Linked DNA regions of Ovis aries: region 2 is linked to region 1. A link is a contact called in public Hi-C data. All regions are on one chromosome and are shown on one strand. Each heading gives the region's core, a stretch centred on a gene start, on an enhancer-like site or on the middle of the called end of the contact. The rest is flanking DNA. Distances are from core to core; before and after follow the strand shown.

Region 1 (6,846 bases), core at 2,913-5,412:
CCATCCACCCTTCGAACATCTCTGTCTTAACGCATCTATTCACCTGCTCCTGAGCGTTGTCTTGCCGCTACTAAAAATGCACTTTGTTTGAACTTGCTCTAGACCTCGGACCCCACGGAGAAGGTGGTCTCTCCGCCACAGCCGGAAGCGGCAGCTGCGGGCCAGAAGGGCAAAGAAGGCCCGTCCAAGGGCAAGAAGGCCGCCGCGGAGCCCAACAAGCAGAAGGGCGACAAGCAGGAAGCCAAAGAGCCGGCCCCGGGCGTGGAGCCGGCCGCCGCGGAGGCGAACTCGCTGCCGAACGGGGACAAGCCCCAGAAGAGACCCGAGAAGCGGCGGCAGTCCCTCGGGGGCTTCTTCAAGGGCCTGGTGGGTAGTCGGGGCGCCTCCCCTCTCGGGCTTGTGGGTCTCGCCTCCAAAGGCGACCGGCTGGCTGGCCACCAGGTGGCCGGACCTTTGCCAGACAAACCCTGAGCGCCTGCTGGGGCCCAGGGGCAGAGAGCCCGGTGCATGCAGGCGGGTGGATGCTGGCGCGGGGCGGATAAAAGGAGCTCCGTTTCGGGCAGTGGGCAGCTCAGCCGGCTGTGCGGGCTGCGCAGAGTACTGGCCCGCTCCTACGTGAGCAGGAAAGCTATTGAAACTGTTCAGCGAGGAAATGCTGGGCCCTTGCTTATAGCCTTCATGGACTGTTCTGCTGCTACAGTGCCGTAGCCACAGCCAAAGAGAGAGGCAGCACACGTCTCGGACCGCCTTGGAGAGCTGACGGCGCTTTGGCGCCGTGATGCCTGCAGAGGTGGTGAGCGGTGGGTAGACCCTAAGTCTCGTTCACGTCACCGAGCCCTTTGTCTGAGGCCAGGCTTCCTGGCATTCGTCACCTCTTTAATGATGGCAACATCCCTTTGGGGTAGAAACGCTTCTGCCTTAGTCCCTCCATCTTCCTGTTGTCATGAGACTCCAGCAGTGGTGGAGAAGAAGGGAGGGTGTTCCTGCCACTTTGCTAGGATCCAGTCAAGCCCCGAGGGCTTCCAGGCTGGGCATGTTTCCCCCGGGGTTGCCTGATCCCTCTCCTGAGAGGGCAGTGCTAGCAGCAGACCTGTCACCAGTCAGGGAACCATTGCCACCTCGTCACCTACAGAAAAGGAGCTTCTAGCTGCCCTCAGCCCCGCCCAGCCCAGCCTCCCTCCCCAGAAGCTACACCGCCAGCCGCTGCCCATGTGACCTTTGCCCTCCTGGTGACAGCCTTCATTCTGGCCCCTCTCTCCTCCTCCTATGCCTGCTGCTTGGACTCTGATAGGAAGCAGCCTCCTTGGTGTTACATGAAAACTTTGCAGAGATACGTTTTGTAAGCAGAGTAAACAGCCAGTACGGTTAGAAAGTGAACAGAGGGTTGACGGAAATTAGCTCTACCTGGGGACTGTCGTCTACACCGCCTTCCCACCCCCAGGTACTGTTCTTAGCGCATCATAAGCCAGGACTCGCTTTGTCTTGGAGCAACCCTCTGAGATAAATGTCATCCCCTTTATTCTAAAGATGAGGAAACAGAGAGTTCAGTCATTTGTCCAAGATTTCACAGAGCTGGAAAGGAATATACACAGCCATGGAACTCGGGCAGCTCAGCGGAGACCATTCTCTTGCCCACCGCCCGCGACAGCACCTGGCATAAAGAGCTACGTGACTGGCAATTGCTGTCGTTGATTTGACGGATCTTCACCTTCTTTGTGTTTCCTACAGGGACCGAAGCGGATGCTGGATGCTCAAGTGCAAACAGACCCCGTGTGCATCGGGCCAGCGGGCAAATCCAAGTAAACAAACTTCACGGCTCCCATCAGGTTCCGCCACCGAGATGTCTCCTCCCGACTCCGTCTCCCCCGAAACCCTCTCCATGTGTATACTTTTTCTTCTGATGGCCATCCCATGAAAGTCTGCCTCCGAATTAAGCCTGAGCTGTTGTATATTGAGGTGTATTATTTACGGCTGTGGTCCAGTCTTCCCTGGTAACTAACTGTAAAGATGGCTTAGCAGGTTAACTAGCCAGGTCTGAAGATGGGTCCCAAGCAGGGTCGGGGAGGGGCAGAGAGGGCTGCGTTCTGGTTAAGTTATGAAAAATGGCCAGGGGCAAGTAAGTTGCAGAAGGGAAAAGACTGCTGGAAGGAATTAAGCTTCGTAGTCAAGGCGTGCTCATCCTCTCGGCTTGAAGAGGAGAGGCGAAAATCCGTTTGTTCAAGTTCACGTTTCAAGGAGGGAGACCGTGGGCTGTGTGTTGTTGGGAGGTTGCCAGTTTTCTGGAATGGAATGTGTGGGGAATGACAAAGGAATGGATGAGAGTTGTTTTTCAAATAGGGTCCTTGAACGTTATTGACGGGAGGGGAAAGATCGACTGGAGAGGACTTGACATGATTTGGGAAAACAATTGCTTTTTGAGGCTCAGTGACAAGGGCCAGGATTACAACTTCAAAAAAAAAAAAAACCAAACACCCCAAACCAAACCAAATAAAAGACGTTGCGAGTTTATTTTTGCAACACGAGGGGGCGCCAAGGTCTCCATTTTCGTCCCGCATCCCGTATCCCTAACAAAGATTTGGTCTCTGCAATCTTACATTATTAATGTCTCTCAGATGGCTGAGGGGCTTGCTTCATCTGTTCTGTCTGACACTTATCTCCAGCCTGTCTGTAATTTCCTAATGTTCTCAGGATGTGCTCTGATAAAACCCTCCCATAACCGCAGTTAATAATAAAAATTTACAGATTATTCAAATACCTGAGTTTTTTTTAATACTTGTACAGAGGAGTACATAGGACCATGGTGTATTAAAGTGTAGTTCAAAACCTAGCCATATGATCGACTGATATCATGTATACTGTATCTTTTTCTGATTTAATAAAAAAATACTTTGGCATCTGAACGATCTTTTAATGTTCCGCTTTTAAAGCAGGCCGGGAGCTCTGTGTCTGCGGTGGCTTTATCTCCCATGTCAGAAGATGGATGCTCCCCTGCATCTTACTTCCTCTCCCAGATCTTCCTCGATCTCCTCACACGTGGGCGTGTGCACACACAGATGTGTGCACGTGTATGTTTGCACATATGCACACGCACACACGTGTAATATATACACACTGCCTCTGGCCACACTGAAAGAGACGAGCCTGACACAGAGACTTGGTGCCGGGGTGAGCCTGAAGGCGGGCTCCTGGAGGAAAGGGAGGAAGAGGAGGACGGGGCAGGGTCTGGTCTCAGCTGGAGCGCAGTTTCGTTCTGTCTCCCAGGGGGCCCTGGAGCCTCAATCATATGTGAATCGTACCACAAAGTTGGTTCTACTTACAAGCAAGGAGGCTGGCCTTTGTCCCCTTGTTGGTGAGTCATGGACCACCCCGGGAGGTGTTAGGCCAGGCAAATTTCTACAGTTGAGCTGAGAAGCTGGGATCGCTTGGGCTGGAGGTTCAGAGTCAGTCCGAGTGTCCACGAGTGACACATACACCCAGTGTGTATTTATAGCCACAGATGCGCACACACTCAGGAACACGTGTTTCATACAGAATAGACAGACGCATGCACACGTCCACAGTCTTACACAGGCAGATGGACACGCGTGACTGACAGAGCCGCAGTCCCCGTGGCTCCTACAAACCCACCGCGTGTATAGTCCACCACACCGTGGCTAGAAACAGCACTGAACGCCTGCTCCTGAGAAGTCCATACCTTAGGCAAAGAAAACTGTGGCTTGGGCAAAAAGGCCTTTGGAAAATGTGTTCAGGACAAAATTATTTCACCAAAAAAAGTTTGGGAGGCCCTTGGCTCCCAGGACCCACTGGCTACCAGCTCGGACCGGCTGGCTGCACCTGAGAGCTCAGCTTCCAGGAAAGGCCAGAGGCTTTCTTCTTGGGGTGGGTTTGGCTTCTCCAGCCCTCCTGCCCGAACCTGGACATTCCTCTCCTGCCGTTTGTGACTCACCCAGCTGAGAATGACCTCATGCTGCTTCATGTCTGCATGCTTAACTTGGCCCAGATCAGGGGAAAAAACCCTCTGGGGAAGACCTCACTGGGGGATGATTTTCCCTCCATCATCCCCATCACAGCACATGGGATGATTCAAGGCAAACAGGCAGCCAGTCACTGCTTTGTCTATAAACACCGCGGGGGTTGCCTGGCATGACCTTTGAGCTCTGGCCACGCCGGTCTGTTGAGAAAGGTGACAGTATTATTTGCAAGTTTCACCTCACTGGACACAGGGGCTTTTTGCCCTGATGAGAAATGTCTCCAGGGCGAGACTGACTCACTAATGCCAAAGGAGCCCTCCCACCCCGGAAAAAATTTTTCAAACTTTTAAAAAGAAGTTCTCTGCTGAGAATCTTGCTGCAGAGCATGCCAACGGTTTCCGTAACTGGTTTCCCATCCTCCTGGCCAAAAAAAGAGAGCCATCTTTGAATGAAATTGCTTGTTCTGTTTTTAAGAAAACTAAGCCAGAGAGGACTCTAACAATTATTGGGGAGATTCTAAAGCCAGTTGCAGCCTGCGAAGCAAGTTAAAATTCCGTTTTTTTTAGTTTGGTGGGGTTTGTCTGGTTTTGATTGGAAAGCCCATTCCTGATGCATTTGCAATAAATACTAATTTCCATGCTTCCTGTTGGCTTAGGAGTGAAAAGAATAGCCACTCCCCAAGTGAGTGCAGGAAAGCTCCAGGGACAGACTCACAGAGGGGCTGAAGTTCTTTAAGCGGCAGCGCCCAGGAATGCCCTTTGGATAGCAAAACCACCCACAGTAAAATGTTAAGCGCACCCCAAAACAGAAAGAGAAATTAACACCTGGGGGAGGGGGCACAGGTGCCTTTTTGACGCTGACATGCCCGTTAACTTATTATTTATTTTCAGGTGCACATGGAAGTGTCTCCGTGGCCTTTGCAGGACCTGGGCTGTCGAGCTGAACTGGCCACCGTCAGGGAAAACCAACAACAACAACAGGGAAACGCTGCTTGCCAGATCCAGCCAACGGCGACGTCTGGACTGATATCCGTAAAAGAATTCACTCAAATCACAGTTGTTCTCAGCAGCCCCTGAGGTCTCTCATGAATTCATCCTGGGGAGAGGGGCACATGCCACCCAAGGAAAATGCCAAAAAGGGAAGGAAAAGAGAAAGAGAGCGAAGTCCTTGTGGTTTTGTTGTGCCCCCCTGCCCTTTAAACAAATTATCAGGGATTTGCGCGCACGCACGCACACACGCACACACGCGCGCACACACACACACACACAGACTCTCTAGCTGCATTGCTGTTGTTTGTGTGCAAACAGATGCACTGGGGTCCCATTTAATGAGACTCCAGCAGGTTCGAGTCTGCGCCTTGCTGGCTCCTCCTCAAAGTGCCTGGAAGGGAGCAGGCCTGATGGGCAGCATTTCTTTTGTCAAAGAATCCCAACCTGATCTAGAATCAGCTCACCACGCTACCTGAAAGGGGAGGAAAGGAAGATGATTGCCAGTATTAACTCACCCAAGTTGGAAATGCAGGGAATGCGCTTTGCAGAAATCTAAAATGATTCTTATCAGCTTTTAACTATCCTCCCAAGCCCTTTCTCGCCCTTTTATTAATAAAAAAGGCAGTTCGCACGGTGAGTAGAATTAAGCTCCTCTCGGGTACACATCTTGTTCATTCTATCAGTGGAAATCAAGTGACACCCGCCACCCCCCACAACCCCGGAAATTACGGGCTCCATTAGGAAGAAAAGGAATTACTTACAGAGCAGCAAATTCTGTAAATTTGTAATTCAGATCTCTAGCAGTGGCCTGAGTGCCCGTCAGAATCCAGTCCTTGGCGTAAATTGGTTTTCAGAGGAGCTTAACTCTTTTGTTTCCCTCTCTTGGAAAGCCACTCACTGGAGCCTCTTCACCCCCTGGCCCTTTAACTAGCCATTGCCAGTGCCTGGATAGAAAATCAGGGCAATTTTATGAAAGTAAGGGTGACAGCTGGGCTTCCCTGGTGGCTCAGATGGCAAAGAATCAGCCTGCAACGCAGGAGACCTGAGTTCTATCCCTAGGTCGAGAAGATCCCCTGGAGAAGGAAATGGCAACCCACTGCAGCATTCTTGCCTGGAGACTCCCGTGGACAGAGGGGCCTGGCAGGCCACAGTCCATGGGGGCACAGCTGAGCAGCTAACACTTTCACTTTTACCAAAGGCACTGATACAGCATCCTTACACTGGCACACTTTACGGTTTGCAGGCTGCTTTTTGACTGAGTTATCTGAGTTAAAGCCGTGTGCCCTGACTGGACTTAGCTGCATCCCCTGTTGTATTTCACTGTGAGAGGGAATGGTGTCACTCTAAGGCTTCCTCCCCTCCCGAAGGTGCACTGCTTAACAGAATGGCCCCAGCTGGATCTGGCCCTGATCGCACGCGATTTCTTCTCCTTGAAGCTTTTCTATTTAAATCTGGCCACAGGAGGGAGTCCAAGACCTGGAGCCCAGATCTCCAGCCTGGCCCTTTTCTCTGACCGCTGACCGGGAGGTTGGGCTGAGCAACTCTTAAGAGTGCGTTTGTTGGGTAACTCCTGGAAAGTGGTTAAGTTTAATGATGAGAACTAGGGTAAGAGGGTCAACCTGGTGAGTCCATTGCTCCCTGTGATTCTCAGTCCCCCAAACAAAGGTAAGGTTGGTTATTGGTTAGTTTTTCCATTTTTATCAGCTCAGACTTAGAAGAAGCTTGAGAAGGGTAGTGTGATTGTAAACGGTTAAGTTGGTGTCACTGCCAAGCATGGAGGTCACCCTCACACCCAACGAGAGGAGAGGGCAAGTGACTTACCCTGTCAGTTTGCTCCCTAAACAGGAGAGTAATAATAGTGCATAACTCGTGGAGCTGCTGTGAGC
Region 2 (6,990 bases), core at 293-2,792, 100 kb before region 1:
TTAAAGGTACAGTGTGGAGCTGGAATCCGGTTTATAGAGGTAATTGTGGAGCATCCCGTTGTGAGTTCAGCGTTTATTTCAGCAACATCTCTGTTCCTTAAACGGGGCTTTCTGAAGGGGCCTCCTCTAGCTCCCCCTGCTTCTCCTGCCTAGCAGCCTCAGCTTTCGTTTCATAATGAGGATCCCACTCTGTGACTCTGTTTCCTTGCAGTACTCCGTGTTTAATTATAGTGGGCCTGGGCAGGGTCGGGGCAGGGCCTCTAAGCATAGGCCTGTAGACAGCTGGGGCTTGACAAGTATTCATGATGGGTGCTGGGATGCGTATATTAATGAACAAAGCCAGAGTAATTACTGGTTTTATTTCTCTGGAATGTTTTCTCAAGAACACTGAATAACATAGCTCATCACGCTTCCCTCTTTGCACTGGCTGTTGGGAAGCTCAAAGCCACATCTGAGCAAGTTTATAAACCCACACATACACTCGCCAGTGGTCTTACCCCCATTCAATGTACCCACTCTCATTTGTCTATCTTCTTTTGCTCAGTTGAGTTCAGCTCAGTCGCTCAGTCGTGTCTGACTCTTTGAGACCCCATGGACTGCAGCACGCTAGGCTTCCCTGTCCATCACCAACTCCCGGAGCTTGCTCAAACTCATGTCCATTGAGTCGGTGATGCCTTCTTTTGTTATCTTTTTTAAAAATTTAAAAATTGACTTACAGTTTACATACCATACAATTCACTTGCTTTACTTGCACAATTCAGTGACTTTTGGTATATTTACAGAGTTGTATAACTATCAGCTTAGCTTTCTGGTTTTGTTCTGGCCATGTGGCCTATGGGATCTTAGTTCCTGGACCAGGGATTGAACCTGTGCCCCCTTCCTTGGAAGTGCAGAGTCTTAACTGCTGGACCGCCAAGGAAGCCCCTCGTTATCTCTCTGTTTACACTCTCCTATTGTATCACATGTGTCTTTCTAAGATGCTGTAGTAAACATCCTTGCTGGAATTAAATACGTTGAATGGCCCGTCTTGAATTTCTAGCTTGCAGGAAAGAAGAATGCCCTTTCCAGTGCTAGGCCCTGTCTCCAGAGCAGTAAACCACCCTTAGGTTACCCGCTTTCCAGTACCCACAGGCCTTTGGGAGGGATGTTTACGTGACTGGAGGCTGTGGGGGGTGAGATGGTGTTTCCTCCCCCTTTGGTGGTGTCTCAGAAAGAATGAAGGTGAAAGGCAGACAGAACTGCAGAACCTCACAGAACGTGTTTTCCCAGCTTTCCCCAGGCCCTGTGGTCACTGGGGAAGGGAGCTAGCTGCCCAGGTCAGCCTGAGCGGACGCGGCCGGTGAGGACAGGACGCTCGTGGGGCCAGGGAGGCGTCAGCACAAGAGCAGTCGGGGGCTCGGGTTCTCCGGGAGAGGCGAGGCCAGCCCCCGGGCCAGGAAGAGAAGCCGCTCCTGCAGGGCGGCCCGGGAGAGGCGAGCTCCACCCAGGCTTGTGTTTGCCCTGCTCTGTGTATTCAGCCAGCAGGCTCCGGACGAGGAAGCAAAGGGCAAGGAGCTGGGCTCAGTTGACAGCCTGGCACTGGGCAGCACCAGCTGGACGCACAGCACTCCACGCGGAAGCAGCTCCAGGAGACACCAAGGACAGAAGACACTCCCACCGGGGGCTTGCAGGTAACTGCTTCCAGATCTTTTCAGCAAGGCCGGAGAGTTTGTTCTTTGCGGATGATGAACTATAGAAGCCAGAGGCCAGAGAGGGTTGAGCTTGACCCTGGCTCTGCCAGTGAGTCACTGTGTGGCATTGGGTCTGCGAGGGCCTCAGTTTCACCATCTGCGAAATGGACCCAAAGATAGCCCTACCTAAAAGGATACAAGGATTACATGATAGTGTGGGCAGTGTTGAGTTCAAAACAGCAGAAATAACTATTTGCATGGACCCGTTGCATGTCACTTCAAGTGTAAACCTTGGGGGGAGAGTCAGCGGATGGAGGGGCATGCTGTGTGCCTGGGAGACCACCATCAGAACTAGAGTCCCCCAGTGCAGAGCCAGCTTTGAGGCTGTGTCTGGGGGCAGCGCCTAAGGAGGTGAAGGAGATGAGGAGAAGGACTCCCCCAGGGACTTTGGTGAATTGGGCTCTTATTTAACATTGACAACCTCCCCTGGAGGCGCCTGCAGGATTCCGATCCCAGCAGCAGACTCCAGAAACTGCGTTGCCCTCAGAAACTCCGTTGGCTGCCTTGAACAGCGATGGTGATGGGAGAGCAGGTGGTCTGGAGCCCTGCTGACGCCCGGTCCAGTCTCAGCCCCACCACCGACTGGCGGGGCGCCCTGGGGTGGGTGCCTGCACTCTCCGAGCTTCAGGGTCTTCGTCGGTGAAATAGGCAAGTTAATAGTCTCGAGATCAAAGTGACATCCACGAGGACTGAGGGGCCAAGGCAGGGAGCACCTAGCGACGTGCTTAATGAGCATTAGCTGTTATTTTCATTGTTATCGTCGTCTCCATGTGATATCAGGAAAATGAGGCTGGGGAGGGGTGGGTAGCGACTCCTGGATCTCTCGGAAGGGAAGCTGTGAAACTGGGCTCCCGTCAGAGCTGACTTCAGTGAGATGAGTGAGGCTCTGTCCTCTCCCTGGGGGCAGAATTTAAGAGACGCCAAAGAACTCCATCTTTGAAATAGATTATATTTTAAAGCAATATTTTTAAAATTTTCAACGAATGCGAAAACATCCACAATGAACTAAGTAACCACACATTTTGTGAAGAATCGGTCCCAGCATTAATTCTGTTTTTTTAAGATAATACATTATTGAAATATATATATATATTATTTATCTTGATGGCTGAGTTTTCTGGCACCCCATTAAACTTTGCACCAGGAGGCATCTGACCCCGCTGTCATCATGCCCTGCTAGAGTTGAGCTGCCTTAGAGGCCTGGAGTGTGTAGATCCCGGTGTGTGTGTGCGCGTGTGCCCGCTCAGTCACTCAGTCCTGTCCGACTCTCTGTGACCCCATGGACTGTACCCCGCCAGGCTCCTCTGTCCATGGGGCTTCCCAGGCAGGAATACTGGAGTGGGCTGCCCTTCCCTCCTCCAGGGGAATCTCTCAGACCCAGGGACTGAACCTGCATCTCCTGCATTGGTAAGCAGATTCTTTACCAATGAGCCACCTGCGAAGCCGTATAGCTCCGCCCCTAAATAAAAACCAAGGGAGGGCCCTGCAAACATGGATTTCGACTGAAGGAGTCCCAAATCAGGGTGGCTGTTTTTTCCCACAGGGTTCTGAAACTCGGGAAGGGTTGTCTTTGTAGGGAAAGGCACGTGCTTCAGGGGAGAACCGGGCCTGGGTGAGCCCATCCTGGCTGGCTTCTGGGGGCGACGGGGACGCACAGAGAGGTTTGGGAAAGGCCCCGGAGGGCAGGGCCGCTCCTGCAGGCCCACCCGAGCCGCTGGCAGCTCAAACATTTGTGGAGAGTCACCGTGTCAGCAGCTTCTCCTGCTGCCCGGAGCTGGGCTGGGCTGGGCAGCCTGAAGGGTCTGAATGCCTTAGTCCTGTGGAACCAGGATCAACCTTAGCTCTGCCTCACCAGAACTTTCTATCTGATCAGGGTTCCTTTACTCTCCTTTATCCATTAAATCAGCAGATATAACTTGAGGGCACACTCTGTGCAACCAGGATAAGTGGGTACCTGCCCCGAGGAGTTTACGTTCTCAGGGTGAAGGGCTTGCATCATTAAGCCTCAGTGTCTTTATCTGCGTAATTTGGGGATAACAGGCTGCTGTAAGAAAAAACGGAAACAATGGAAGTCAAGTGCCCAGTGCTGGGCCTCTTGCAGGGGCAATGTGGGGAGGCACTCACTCTGAGGTGCCCATCGTACCAGTCCAACCTCGAAGGGGCCGCCTCCTTGCATTGTGGGCGCTGACGCCTCTCCTGCCCCACCCCACTCCTGACCCTGCCAAGCTCCTAGTAAGGCTGCGGCTAATGTTACCTGCCATCACTATTAGCCTAAAGATGTTTGGGGCAACACTCGGGATAAGATGCTGAGCTCTGAGCCTTCTAGAAACCGCGATGGGTAAAGGGACACAAACACAAGACAGCATTCCAACAGCAGGACCTCAATTCCCAGATCTCCTCAAACACTCAGCAGCGGTTTGATAAGGAGGCCCTCGCCCTGAACCCACACATACCAGGGCACTGGGCGCAGGGCTGGGGCCCAGAGAGGAACGGCTTTCAGCCCTCTCTGCACACAGCAGCCCGTGTTCCAGCACGGTGCAGGACCGCGGGTGGTGCAGGACCGCGGGGCCCAGCACGTCTGTTCTCATCACTCACCTTGATGCTGTCTTTGGAGCTGGGGGCAGAGGGCTTGTTCTGTCGGGCATGCCAGCCTGCTCCTGGTGGCACCGCCCTCAGTGGGTGGTGAGGAGGGCCCCCAGTTTACCTACATTCCACTGCATTGATCAAAGGTGTTTCCGTTTACCCAGTGACTAACTCTGTCGCCATTGCGCCCTTTGAGGACTTCCTCCTCCATCTGACAGTCATTTAACTGCCAGCACGGCCGCCGTAGAAACGCTCTTTCTCTAGGGCAGCTGGTACCACATCTGGTGTTCGACCTGTTTGGAGAAGGAGGACATATCGTTAACTTGTAGCTCAATGAAGAGTCAGCGGTGGGAGGAGTGGGCGGGGACAAGAGGAAAGGTGTTTAAGGGAAGGGGCTTGTAAGGAGCAGTAGCATGGAGACTGAGGGCTCAGGAAACCAGTGCAGACATTTAATTGCATCATATGGTAAATATCACTGTATTGGCAACCATATTACACTATATAAATGTATCAAAGTAGAACATGTTGCACTTTAAGCTTATAAATGTTTCATGTCAAAGTCATTCAGTTCAAACCCTCTAAAACTGATTCATTGATTAATTACATTAGAGGAGGCTGATGAACACCATTCCCTGGAGTAAACGAGGAGAGATGCACAGAAAACTTCCCTGAATGGCTAGTTCACTTGTGGGTCAAAACAGAGCTGAGGTGATTACAGCAGTAACAGGAGACATGAACAGTGAGAACTGACCTTCTTCTCGTCTGACTGCTGCCAAGCCCTTGGGCTAAATCTTCCCAGAGACTATTGATGACTTCTCAATTTTTCATTCACTTTGGATCTGGCTATGTTCCTTGACTAGTTATGATTTTGATTTCTCATTGCAAAAACAGATGTGCAATAAATATTTTATAGTCTATGTTGTATTACATTACATGCAAATACTTTATAAAATTTAACATAACTTATGTGGTAGAGGAGACAGTAAGAGAAAGAAAAAGCTTAGAGCTCGAACTGTGGAGCCAGGCTGCTAAGGGTTACGTCCTGATGCTCCCTCTTCCTAGCCAATGATCTGTATCAGTCAGCTCCAGCAGTGTAACCAAAAAAAACAAACAGCCCACAGACTGGGTGACTTGAACAACAGATATTTGTTTTCCCATAACCCTAGAGGCTAATAAATCCAAGATGAAGATCCTAACTAATTCCAGTTTTGGTGGAAGTTCTTTTCCTTGCTTGCAGCCTTCACACCTCTGACCTCTCGTGGGGTCCTCACATGGTAAAGAGAGAAAGCAAGCTCTTGGGTGTTTTCTCTTATAAGGCTGCTAATCCTTAGGGTTAGAGCCCCACGCTTATAACGTCCTCTGATCTGTCTCTGAATACAGTCATGCTGGGTTAGGATTTCTACATGTGAATTTGTAGGGGAACATAATTCAGCATGGTCTTAGGCAAGGAATTCAGGCTCTCTGGACTCACGTGATGCATCTGTAAAATGGGAACACTAAAAACTCCCGCCTCGGGAGCCCCCGCCAGCCTCGTAGTCAGGATGGTCATCATCGCCGCCACCGCCTGGGTTCTATCCTTGGTCAGGAAACGGAGACCCTGCCTGCCACATGGACAGTTTGGCCAAAAATAAAAGAGTGCTTTGAAAGGGTTGCAAACATTTTCAGACTCGCTGAGATGGCTGTGATTTGTGGATGTTGAAAGCCAATGCCCTTCCTCTCTCTGAGAATCCGGACCCTGGCTCTATGTACCAGGGGAGCCAGCACCTGGGGGAGTCCCTGGCCCAAAATGTCCAGGATGGCACCTCTCAGCCCTCGCCATCATAGAAGTCACCCGGAGATCCTGGAAATATTCTGATGCCCAGGCCCCGCCCAGGGGCTCTGATGGGATGGGTCTGGCGGGGCCTGGACACGGGGACTGAAATCTCCCGTGGGGGTTGGAATGTGTAACAGTGTGAAGACTGGCCTCAATAAGAGAGCTGGGAAATGGAAAGTAAGGAGACTTTCTCCTCTGAATGACCCCCAGCCAAAGGCCTAGCCCACGTCCTCCAAATGCTAGGCCCCTGAGTCTAATTTCAAAAACAAACCTCTCTGCCATATGGAGACTTGTGTTTAGTGTCAGATTAAAAGAGAACATTCATAAGAACAAAACTACGCACACCATCAGGTCATGAAAGGACGTTGTGATACCACCTTCAAATTTTTTTTTTTTTTTTTTTGTCCAAAATAAAAACCGAGCTCTTTCAAAGAATATGTTTTTCTTGATGGAGAAAACTCATCATCTGATGTATTCTTCTCCTCTGTTGGAGACTGGAGGAAGCTTCATCACAGACAGGAATGGTCCAGTCTGGACCACCTGCAGCCTCAGTTTTGCCATCTGCTAAATGGGGATAAAAAGGGTTCCTGCCACACAGAGTCCCTGATACGGCTTTCAGGGTGATCAACTCATCCTGGCTTGCCTAGGACTTCCCTGGCTCTAACAGGAAAGGTCCGCCTCCCCAGAATGTCCTCATCCCCAGGACATCCTGGGGGTTGCTCTCCATCACAGCCCCCATACCTGTGTGCACTTGCTGAAAATACAAATCCAGGATCCCGGTCCGACTGTGTGAAGTGATCACGGAAATCAGAAGCGCCGCCAAGTTCCTTAGCTGCTTGTATCAGACATCTCTGAAAGTATCAG

The links. Hi-C and Micro-C count contacts between places; a contact is called where the count stands out from the background.
Region 2: a contact with region 1 is called in a Hi-C map of liver, with 3 times the contacts expected there. The contact joins the promoter of BCAS1 here to the enhancer-like site in region 1. A contact is called at or near these places in 2 of 16 Hi-C or Micro-C datasets (hypothalamus and liver).

What each region holds. Positions count from the first base shown.
Region 1 is chr13:81,447,722-81,454,567 of ARS-UI_Ramb_v3.0, reverse strand. It overlaps BCAS1 (brain enriched myelin associated protein 1), which reads left to right. Exons shown (of 10, transcript XM_042230292.1): 9 at 103-366; 10 at 1,729-2,900. The coding sequence ends at 1,803. Among named protein-coding and RNA genes, the nearest start is that of BCAS1, 100 kb to the left of the region's middle. Within about 2 kb of position 4,162, at least 7 of the 54 cell types and tissues checked have an H3K27ac peak or open chromatin away from gene starts, as enhancers often do. A contact at or near this core is called in liver, where this site is marked.
Region 2 is chr13:81,545,304-81,552,293 of ARS-UI_Ramb_v3.0, reverse strand. It overlaps BCAS1 (brain enriched myelin associated protein 1), which reads left to right and starts at 1,542. Exons shown (of 10, transcript XM_042230292.1): 1 at 1,542-1,670.